Linked DNA regions of Rattus norvegicus: region 2 is linked to region 1. A link is a contact called in public Hi-C data. All regions are on one chromosome and are shown on one strand. Each heading gives the region's core, a stretch centred on a gene start, on an enhancer-like site or on the middle of the called end of the contact. The rest is flanking DNA. Distances are from core to core; before and after follow the strand shown. Region 1 holds the start of Frk (fyn-related Src family tyrosine kinase). Region 2 overlaps Frk (fyn-related Src family tyrosine kinase).

The links. A called contact is a pair of places that touch in the nucleus more often than the background predicts.
Region 2: a contact with region 1 is called in a Hi-C map of the Rat2 cell line, with 1.7 times the contacts expected there. The contact joins the enhancer-like site here to the promoter of Frk in region 1. A contact is called at or near these places in 2 of 12 Hi-C or Micro-C datasets (the Rat2 cell line and mammary epithelial cells).

What each region holds. Positions count from the first base shown.
Region 1 is chr20:39,818,586-39,824,493 of GRCr8, reverse strand. Frk (fyn-related Src family tyrosine kinase) reads right to left here and starts at 4,053. Exons shown (of 8, transcript NM_024368.2): 1 at 3,269-4,053. The coding sequence starts at 3,615.
Region 2 is chr20:39,869,939-39,876,234 of GRCr8, reverse strand. The region is part of intron 2 of Frk (fyn-related Src family tyrosine kinase); the gene reads right to left. Among named protein-coding and RNA genes, the nearest start is that of Frk, 53 kb to the right of the region's middle. Within about 2 kb of position 4,869, at least 8 of the 93 cell types and tissues checked have an H3K27ac peak or open chromatin away from gene starts, as enhancers often do.

The DNA.
Region 1 (5,908 bases), core at 2,804-5,303:
CGGCAATAACTGCAAAAGTGCTTAAATTGTTTTCCTACTAAGGAAAGTCAAGATCAAGACATAAACAAGGAAATACTACTGCATTTGGAACTAAACAATTAAAGATTAGATGAATCTTCTCTCATTGGCTTTCCATTGCCTCCTTACATCTACCAAGTAAATACAGACAGCAATCACTCTTCGGTTTAATTTATTGAACTCAATTAACCACCTTAATTTGAACAGGGTTGTAAAGGAAAACCGAAATATGGGCTAGAAACCTCAGTGAAGATATTAAAATGTTTTACATAATTCCTTTGATAACAAGTACTGTATGAGGCTCTTAAACATCCTCACTTTGAAAACTGTGAGTTAAAAATCACTTCTCTTAGTGGAGTGGAGGTACATTTTGCAACCTGTAGCTTTCAGCCAAGTGGTCGCAAGAAATCAGGTACCTGGGTGAAACTTTCACGTGTATCTAGAAGGAAACTGGTATCCTGTCCTGGCAAAGTCAGAGTGAAAGCCTCTTTGGACATCCTGTTTATATTGGAGAGTGCACAGGAAAACCTACTATGGAAACCTGAGTTATCAGGGATGGAAATACAGTTGAAAATCACCTCCAAGAGTAAAGGTCTAACAAAAGTGAAAAGAGTGTTACTAGCTATAAACAGGCCCTGTGAATTGAAAAAATAACCACAATACTTTAACTACTTTATTTTGTGTTCCTAGACAGAAGTCTAAATTAGTCCAGACACTATGCCTGACCTTTTAACCAGGGTATGTTCACCTTGGGATAGCTCACTTTCTTTCAGTCCCCTCCATTGCAGCATTTATAGTCCAATAAGAATGAGTACAGCACATTTTTTTAAAAGTAAGAATTTTCATTCACACATCCTTACAAAATGAGAAAAAGCAAGCTAGAGATCTTACAGAGGAATTGGAGTTCCTATGCTACAATGGGTGAACGATGATTAAACACCAGTAGATCATGAATTCAAGGCACTAAATATCAACATTAAATTGTTTGTCCTGAGAATGTTATACTAAATGTAAACTATGCAGAATCCTTGACACGGAAACAAAGTTTTAGGAAATACATATAATTAAGCACTCAGTGGATGAGTGAAAGACACTTCCTTTTCTGTTTAGATGTGCCTCAGGCCCTACCTGCCTTCATGTGAAATTAAGAAGATCTAAACTACCATAGAAATGAAGAGTTCATTCAAGCCATTCATTCATTCATTCATTCGCTGATTCACTCATTGTTTTCTTTTCTTTGAAGCAAGGTTTTACTGTGTATCTGAGGCTGTCCTTGTGTTCACTCTATAGCTCAGTCTGGACTCTAATATGTAGCGATCTTCCTGCCTCAGACTCCTGGGTTACTGAGATTACAGGAAACCATGAGAAGAGGGAATCTTCTCATTTGATAACATCAATTCTTCCCGCCAAAAGTCTAAGTCAATTATTGTCTGGTTAGGCATAAATTATAGCCTTCTTAATTTTAAACGTTCATGGTATTGGAAAAAAATCTCGAAAAATCACCAAACTATCCTTTCTTTAAAAATATTAAGTTTGGAGCCGAGCAGCCATGACCCATAGCTGCTGTTGCCATTCTGTTTCTTGGAACAGTAAGAGATGTCCAGCTCACAATGAAACAAAAGCTATGGAGGAGGCAGAGTGTATATGATCAAATTACACAGAATTCAATTCTCTAAAAAGTAAGAAAATATCAGACTAAAATAATAATAAAAGAAAGTAATCAGAAATAAAAATCTCTAGATGAGAACATGGGGGGACCACAGGGATTACCCCTGCAAGGAGTCCTTCTTTACTATAAGCCAATTTCCTAAAGATAGTCCCTGTAGTAGATTTCATTGGAACTCATCACCAACAATGAATCTTTACCTGCTTTCTAATCCACCAGATCCTGCATATCCATTGTCAAGGTTACATTTTATCTACTTCCTACTCACACAGCTCTAACAAACCCACCAATATCTTTGAATGGGTGGATGGATGAATTGATGCAGCTTAAATCAATTTATAAATTTTTCTTCTTTTATGCCATTACCAACAGTAGAAATTATTGGAATACTAAATGAACTCTCTTGTGCCATTATAAACCGTAATAATTCTCAAACTCTGTCTCTCTCTCTCTCCCTGTCTCTCTCTCTTTCTCTCTCCCCCTCTCTCTCTCAAATATTTATTTTGGCTTATAGTTACTGAAGGGTTTAATCTGTCATGGGACAGCAAGCACAGTGATTAAGTTCAGGGTGGAAAGAGCACGTGACAGACTGTTCATGTTATGGTGTAGCGGTAAACACAGGCACGAGATGGAATAAAGGCTGGGAACACTCTTCAGAGGCCTGTCTACCACCTAGGTGCAACTCCCTCGAGTTTCTATAGACTTCAAACGAAGCGCCACCAACTGGAGAAAAAGATTCAGAACCCGAGCTTGCAGGGCATGTTTCCAATTCAATTCATAACATGTATTCAACAACCGTTTGGAGTCCATTTCTAACAAGGTTAGATAATTGTTTAACCACCACAGTTGGAGACAGATAACTGGAAAAAAGCACTAATAATAAATGTGCTCATCATCGCCCACCCCCCCACCCCCGGCTATTCTAAAATCACTTTTTCAGAATGAAATCTAAATCTACTGTTGAAAGAAATATCCACCATTACTTTTCTTCTTAAAATTTGCTGTCTACACCTGGCCAGCTTTCAATCCTAAAATCCAAAACCTATCGTAGCTGGAATAGTACACCTCAGGATCGAGGAATCCTATGAAAGTTTTCTCTGTCATAGTTTCACCAGAAAGAAACCACCATTGTATAGTTGTTTCTATGTGAGTTAGCTCACTTGTGACCCTACCAGGATGGAAATGGTTGTCATTAGCTGCAGGATTTGTAGTATTAGTTTGGCATGCTTGGAAAGTTAACACTAACTAAACAAAAAGCCTCAGATTGTAGATTTGAAAGTAGGGTTAGGAGAGACCATAGTTACCCATAAATGAAAATGTCGTTCTAATGAAAGTGAGGCAGAGGGCCAGTATTAAATGGATTGTAAGTGTGCCCACTATAATCAAAGTCATTTTAGTAGTAGTCACCTGCATGTCCTCTCTCATTTTTCGGGAAAGACATGTTTCAATTAACGGCATCTGAAATGTGTTTCCATACACTGGACCTATCTGGAATGAGAGGCCGTGGATAGGAAGGAGGGAGAGTCGGACAGAGTTTTAAGTATCTAAACCCCAAGAGAATCAAGTATGGCCTGTGCTACTCACGGTTCTGCCTGGAGACTCCGGTCCTCTGCCACGTAATTGGAAGGAATGTAGCCCTGCAGCTGCTGACCTAAGCCGGGTCCCTTCTTTTCCAAATGTCTGGCCAACCACCAGCCCTCATGAGAAGTGTCCAAGACTTGGAGCTTGTCGCCGGCATGGAAGCTCAGGTCCTCTGCAGTACGAGCTTCGTAATCAAACAGAGCCACAAAATACTGACCTTGGCTTCGATTGGCCTCTGGAGGACAGTAGGCCCCTGGATTCTCAATCACCACTGATTTGTCTGCTTCTTGGGACCAGCAGGGGAGAAAAGGCTGAAGGTATGCCCAAAGCCTCATACAGACGCTGCCCATGGTGTTCCGGCTGGTGGTAGTAGCAGGGGAGATCCCCACAAACTGTACAGAGCCACTGTCCTCCTCCACCAGCTTCCAAATCAGCTACAACTCACCATACTGAGAAGAGCTATAAAGTCCTGCTTCGGATCTCTCCGCAGATCTGGGCTTGGCCAAGAAGACACTCACAGCTGGCTTTCTGTTTGTAGCTGCTGCCCTGGGGCAAAATCAAGAGGGGGACTGAGAAGGAGGTCCAGTGGGAAAGTGCTTCTTCCTGACTGCCTGGGCACCCAACAATAAATAAAATAAAAAAGGTTTTATTTAGAGGGACATCTGAGAACAAAGAACAGCCACCTCTCCCTCTGTCCCAGGAAAAAGTTACGGAGAGACTAACTCCAGGCGAAAGCTCCCAGCCTGGCCTGCTGCAGCTGCTCTCACCCAGCTTCAAACCTGCAGCTGAGCCAGTCCTGCTCTCCCCCGAGCTTTCCTTCTTGCTAATGAATAACCAGGCCGTGGAGGTTATCGCCTTTAACATCCTGAGCTGTACAGACTGTAATAATTCCTCCTAACTTCCTGGTTTCTTTTTGTCTGATCTAAAAGGAACTCCCAGGTCAGCTTTACCCCTCCCTCCTCCCACACCCAGGATAGACCAGCCCCCTTACCAAGAAGCCAGATTCTTAAAGCAGCCAAAACCCATACTCTAGAGAAACAGGCTAGCCCAGATGGCTATCTGTCTTGCTCTATTCCCTTCACAGAATGCAAGGCAGAGATTTATTTCCCCACAAATGTGAGCAGGATTGTTTTGATACTGGTAGAGAATTTTTTTTAAAAAGAGAAAACTGGGAGTTTAAGTATGTTCTGCCAGACATGGGGCAATTGGGAAAGAGCCATTGAGTCCCTACCATTTTTTTTTTATCACCAGGAATAGATTTTAATAGCCTCAGTAGTTTCTGAAAAAAAAAAAAAGTAGAAAAGCAGCTGGGTAAAATGCTGAGAACCTGAAGGGCTGTGTTTTCCCACAGAGACATCCCTTACATCGCTATTTCTGTAGCCCTTGCACCCAAGCACACGGAAGGAATCGGTAGCTGGCTGATTAGAGCATTTGTAGAAATGCTGTCTGATGAACTTGGACCTCGGGTCCATACTCATTTGGACTAGGTAGTGGTTGTGCTAGGACCTCAGAACAACCAAGGCTCAGGTTAAGATAGCTATTCCGAGGCCACCAGTAAGTAGGCTTTGCCCTGCTTCCCCTAGGCCACTGTCACCCTAGACCTCAGGAGCAACTGTGCAATCCTATCTGCACAGACTCTGTGCTGGTAGAGAACATCACAAAATTTCAGATGGCTGAAATTAAAGCGTCTGTTTTGTGTAAGGCATTTTGAGAATTTTTTTCTTGGGATTTAGGATGTGCTTGGAAATTAGCAGGCCTTGGCTTCAACCCACCCATATGCCCCAAAAATCTCTCTCTTGAACCATAGCCTTGAGCATGGCAAAGTCCTGTTCTTCACTTAGCTGCATTCAGGGAGCACCGGCAGGCAGGCATCCGTCAGTTCTTCAGGCCAGCCTGGTACACATAATGAGTTTTAAGACAGCCAGAACAATGTACAGAGAGATACCGTATAAATAAATAAATAAATAAATAAATAAATAAATAAATAAATAAATAAATAAATAAATAAATAAATAATAAAATAAATAAATAAAATATTCAACTCAGAGAGGAAAATGGGAGAAAAAAAAAAACCCAGAGAACCATTCCCTAGAATCATATACAGAATTTAGAAGTAACATTTTGCAGAAGCAGATAAAACACAGGTAGGCTTGCAAAAGTAACCAGATGGACAAAACACTAGCTTTGTGAGCATGAGGACCTGGATTTAGATTCTAGTGCCCAAGTGAAGAAAATCAGGCATGATTACAGCCCTGTCACCACAAGCACTTGGGAAACGGAGGCAGGAGGCATCTGCCATCCTGGAGAGACCATTTCTGAAGTGAATTAAGGTTGAAAATGACAAAGCAGGCCCCAATGTCCTCTGCCCTCCACATACATGTACTCCCATACATAGACACATAACCACCATACATGTCGTACACATACACACACACACACACACACACACACACACACACACAAGCCAAATTCTGAGACATATTTTGTTGTTTTATTTTACTAGCATGAGACACAAAACAGAATGCACATGTAATTCCATATTTTATACAGAAATAAAAATAATGATCATGATACCAATGATTCATAACAAATATTCTGTGCCAAACACTATGAACTATGAAGGTGTGGTATCTTCTTGATGCC
Region 2 (6,296 bases), core at 3,620-6,119, 51 kb before region 1:
TGAGCTAACCCAATCACAGAAAGACATACATGGTATGCACTCATTGATAAGTGGCTACTAGCCCAAATGCTTGAACTACCCTAGATCCCTAGAACAAACGAAACTCAAGACGGATGATCAAAATGTGAATGCTTCACTCCTTCTTTAAATGAGGAAAAAGAATACCCTTGGCTGGGAAGGGAGAGGCAAAGATTAAAACAGAGACTGAAGGAACACCCATTCAGAGCCTGCCCCACAGGTGGCCCATACATATACAGCCACCCAATTGGACAAGATGGATGAAGCAAAGAAGTGCAGACCGAAAGGAGCCGGATGTAGATCGCTCCTGAGAGACACAGCCAGAATACAGCAAATACAGAGGCGAATGCCAGCAGCAAACCACTGAGCTGAGAATAGGTCCCCCGTTGAAGGAATCAGAGAAAGAACTGGAAGAGCTTGAAGGGGCTCGAGACCCCAAAAGTACAACAATGTCAAGCAACCAGAGCTTCCAGGGACTAAGCCACTACCTAAAGACTATATATGGACTGACCCTGGACTCTGACCCCATAGGTAGCAATGAATATCCTAGTAAGAGCACCAGTGGAAGGGGAAGCCCTGGGTCCTGCTAAGACTGAACCCCCAGTGAACTAGACTATGGGGGGAGGGCGGCAATGGGGGGAGGGTTGGGAGGGGAACACCCATAAGGAAGGGGAGGGGGGAGGGGGATTTTGCCCGGAAACCGGGAAAGGGAATAACACTTGAAATGTATATAAGAAATACTCAAGTTAATAAAAATAAATAAATAAATAAATAAATAAATAAATAAATAAATAAACAAATGCTGAGGAGTATTCAGAAAGAAAAAAGAAAAGAAAAGAAAGAAAAGAAAAGAAGAGAAAAGAAAAGAAAAGAAAAGAAAAGGAAAGGAAAGGAAAGGAAAGGAAAGGAAAGGAAATCCTTATTTGCTGTTGCTGGGAGTGTAACATAGTACAGATACTATGGGAATAAGTATGGAGGTCTGTCAGAAAATGAGACGTATAACGACTCTACAACACAGCTATCCCACTCTAGGACATAGACTCAAGACTCAGCTTTACCATGGGGATACCCACACATCAATGTCGATTGCTGTATTTTTCATGGTAGCAAAGAAGTAGAACTAGACTACATGTATCTAAACAGATGCATGGATAATGAAAATGAAATATAGGACAAGAGAATCTTATTTAGCTAAAGAAAAAATGAAATTTGGATGGATCTCTGAAGTATTCTATTTAGCAATGTGTGTCAGACTGGGAAACAGAGTAATCACCTGTTCTTGTTCACAGGCAAATCCAAATTTAAAATGTCCATATTCATGTGCATTGTGTGGGGTATGATCACAGGCTGTGAAATAAAAAGAGGGATACTGAGGTGGGAAGAGATAAAGAAAAGGAGGCATCAAAGCGAAGAGATACAGAGCAAGGAGGAGATTTGCTAGAAAAGTATAAGATGAGGAACAGGAAGGATGAAAACGGTACTGGTGAGATGACTCAGCAGTTCAGAGCACTGACTGCTCTTCCAGGGGACCTGGGTTCAATTCCCAGCACCCACATGGCAGCTTACAACTGTCTGCAACTCCAGTTTCAGGGAACGTGACAGCTCCCAGAGACATACATGCTGGCAAAACAGAAACACACATAAAATTACAATTAAAAAAAATAAGAACAAAACTGACAGAATTAAACCATATGTTGTATATACTAATTTAAAGGTAATAAAAAAAGAAAAGAAAAAGAAAATTCAAGTCAGAGATTTATTGCTTTAAGTGAGGCCATGTAAAGCGAAAATGGCAAGATTGATTATTGATTATTAATATCATTTCTTTGTTCTCTTTCCTCTGTCAAAACATTCCTATATACTCCTCTTTGCTCACTTTCAAGTTAATGACCTCTTTTTTCATTAATAGTTGTAATATACATATACACATATTTCTTTGTGAAAGTTTGAGGCTTTGTGATCTTCCCCCATTCATCTTGATAATATATATTGTTCAGCTTCATATTTAGAAAGTCACGATGGTGAGGCTTTATGGGCGTAGCTTCTGCTATTACTAGGAGACACAATGTCACATCAAACTCCCTGACCCTCTGGCTCTTACAATCTTTCTACCCCCTCTTTTCAAACGTTCCTGTGCCTTGAACACTGGAATTGTTTTGTGGGTGCCTCTATTGGGACTGGGCTACACAACTGTGCATTTTGATTAATTGTGGTTTTTCTGTAATGGTCTCCATCTATTGCAAAGGCAAGTCTCCTTAATGAAGGGTAAGGACTACTACACTTATCCCTGAACACAAAAACAAATATGTAGAGTATAGTTTGGGACTATCAGGTTTGGTATTCTCAGATAATTTTAATAAGATTTGGATTTGTCTATCCAGTACAGAGCAAATTACTATACAGTAATTTAAATATACATAAATGCTAATCTGTGGTTAATATAAGAGTGTTGGCTAATCATGTTTTAGAACATTAGTTGGAAAATTGTGTAAGTAGCCAGAATCTCAGGCAACTGTAAGTAAAATTATCTGAAATTCGGCAGGAACAACATAGACACCAGTTTCTCATTCTCTCTCCATTGGATGAGTGGGCAGTTCTCACATGGGTATATGCAGCAGAGCATAAGCACCCAGGCTCTAATCACACTCCTTAAATGCCTAGCAACCCTTGCTTTGCTAGGTGGGTGGGTCTTCTACTTCACTAGCTTGATCGCTAACAATAGGAGGAGCTGGTGGCAGGGTATATAGGATCAAAACACATTACATGAAAGTCTTAAACTAATGAAAAATTTACAAAGAAACAATTCAGTTCTTCGCAACAGATATGACCTGAAGGTTTGCTTGTTCTAAAACAAAAATTCATACATTGAGGCTGCAAGTACCTAAAGGATGGATTATAAACGAAGCCTTTGGGAATAAGTACAGGGACTCAAGAGTGTGCAGTCCCAAAGAAGAACCCAGCACCTTCTCTCTGACAGATGAGATGGTCATCTGTACACTAGGAAAAGACCCCTTCCTTTACACTAAATATCCCCAGCACCATAGATCAGATCTCCTAACCACAAGAATACTGAGAAATAAATGTTTTGTGCTTTTAAACTTCAAACCAACCAACTGTGATGGTGTGATGGTTTGTATGTCCTTGGCTTAGGGAGTGGCACTATTAGGTGAGGCCTTGATAGAGTGGGTGTGTCACCGTGCATGTGGGCTTAAGACCCTCACCCTAGCTGCCTGGAAGTCAGCTAGTGTAAAACTGCTGTTCTAATTGGTTCTTCTCCTGAAGCTCAGCTTCACAGACCAGTGGGTACTACACTATTATCACCTATCTGGCTTCAACTGGAGCAACGTTTGCTGGGATAAAAGCTGCCATTCCCTTCAGATATAGGAAGTAAGGAAATGACATATAGACAATTCCAGGCTCATGAAGTTGCTGCCACATAGCAAGTAGCAGTAGCTGCCTTTGCAATACAAAATCTTTCCTCTCCAAGGCAAGGGCACATACAGAGCACAGGTCAAAGAATCCTTCCACTATCCTCCTGACCAGCCTCCATCTCCAGCCACTCACATATCAACATTCTAGCCATTACATATCTATATTACATCTACATTCTTATAAAAAGGGGAAATGTTGAAATCTATCTAATATAGTGATTCTAACAAATCACTATGAGTGCCCATTGTTTTCAGGGCTGTTAAGAGCCTATCACTCTTCATGTGTTCCTGAAGTGATGGACAGAATGTAAGGAAAGACTGCCTTCAGAAACAGTTAGCTTCTCTCAACCTATGAAGGCATTGTGACACAAAATGGACTAAAAGATCACTTTAATTTGGCAGAACTAAAAGTTCGTTATATCATGAATTACAAAGACATCAAATTCACTGACCTCCATATGACATCAATTTCTCTTTAACTGACATTGATTCTTGTAGAGTTCCTTCCATTCAGAGAACAACAATGTGGCTTACTTCATGGGCTTTCTTTCAAGTAGCTCAAATTGATAACATAGAGAATATTTTAAATAAATATGACAGAGGAGTCAAAACCAAAAGACCTTATGGCTTCAACAGAGAAGAAGAAAAGGGGAAAAGAAAAAGTCCTGTAAAGAATACTGTGGCATCTAAAAACATTAGCCATGAGTTTCAGTAAGAGCTTCCTCCAACAGTCAGCACCCCTGGGAAGAGAAAGGTCTTCTGTCTGTGTATCTGCATATATGTGCACAAGCACCAATCCAAGGACTGCATAATAAAATGTTAATTTAACTTTATAGAGTATTTAAAACATTTGAAACACAACTTCTTAGTAGCAACATTAAGAAAAGGCAGTATGTACCATAACTCATGGAAAAGTCACTCGCTATTACAGTCAATGATATTTGCAATTAAGTTGAACACAACTAAATTATGACTTTAATTAAAAGGCGTTTTCTAAGATGGCACCAACATGTTTAAAATTTAATACATTCTATATGAGATAGTGGAGTTATTAACAGACAATTTTCTTTCTGCCGCGTGTGCACTTTTTATAAAGCAAACATCTTTAACCAATATCAAACGTTCCCCGAATCCATACAAGTTTCATTACATAATAAATTCAAGGAGCAACTTTTTTCCGCACGTTTAATACTGGCTCATGCTCTAGATATACAATTGTATTTACTTTCATGGTTCATAGTAACAGAATTAATGACAAACTCTAATGGCCACGAGGTCCACATTAATTTTCAATGAAGAATGGATAACTCAAAGGACTGCTAAGGAAACACAGAGCCTTTTGCCACAGGGCAAGAGTGAGATCTGAATGACTTAGCATCTCTGGAAAGTTTGAGAGTAACAGTGGTGGCTGAGCATGGTGTGTGACTCAGGTCTGAGTCAGGACTCTGGACTTGGTATGTGAGGCAGGAGTCACACTAAAGTGTGACATCTTCTACTTTGTTTCCTCTACCACAGCCAGATTACTTGGGGAAAAAATGCTAACCTGTTAGGGTATGAAACAGTGTTTCTAAAATAATATAAAACGTTGAAGACAAGAGGATTAACTCTGTTATTGCAAGACCAGGCTTACTGGTTTAAGGAGGTGTCAGTGACCTTGATTCTCTTTGTTCCTAAGGACTACAGCATACAGAACAGAGGACTTGAGTGTCTAGCATTTTTGCAAACTCGTAGGAAAACATGGAAGACAGAAATGCATTAAACGGAAGGAACAGGAAAGTTTCTTCTACCCAAGGACTTTGCAGTCCTCTGGGGAAAGTGCTTATACATAGTGAAAGAACTGCTCAAAAATAATAAAGCTTTGTGTGTGTAAATTCACCATGTAGGATGCACTCAAGGTCAATGAGAAGGATACACACTAAGTCAGTGTATACACACAAGGTCAATGTGAAGGATACACACAAGGTTAACGTGAACCATATACCCAAGGTCAACATGAAGAATATACATCCTTCCTAAGGGAACTTGTGTTCTCCTCATTCTCTTTAAGTCATCCTTAAAATTAATTCATGAGGCATTTGTAAATATAGACTATAGTAGAATTCTATAACATCACTCAGATAAATCCTTTATTATAGTTAGTATTCAGGTAGTAACATCATACCATTCTGGTCACTTCCACATGAGGACATTATTCTTGATGAATATATGTGAAGTGATACTCTTCTCACAAAGGGAGTTTTGCCGTTTATGTGATAGTTCTAACAATGGTAATCAAATATTTTAAAGGATAAAACTCTTTGGTTCTAAAAATTATGCATGTGTGTGTGTATTAAAAAGAGCTGAGTCCCTAGAGAAGTACATCCTATACTCTCACAAAAATGAATCATAACAACCATAAATAACTATTATGGAACTCTTAAATAATCTATGGAATCTATATGATCAGTAAACCAACCCTTTATCATAGAAAGTGTATTGCTCACAATTGATTTAAAAAAAAAATCTGAACCACTTCTGGTTTTGAGAACGTAAGTATTCTTTGCTCAGTTAAAATGACATAGCTTTTTAAAGAAACAAATCAGAGAGAGAGAGAGAGAGAGAGAGAGAGAGAGAGAGAGAGAGAGAGAGAGAATGTGAGCTAGAGGGATAGCTCAATGGTTAAGAGCACTGGAGACTCTTCCTGAAGACCCAAAGTCAGTTCTCAACACACAGAAGAAAACTCTTCAGCTGTTTGTAACTCCAATGCCCTCTTCTAACCCTCTTGGGCATCGGCACACAATTAGTGCACAAACATACATTCAGGAAAAAATACCACTGTACATGAAATAAATTATAAATAAAAAAAAT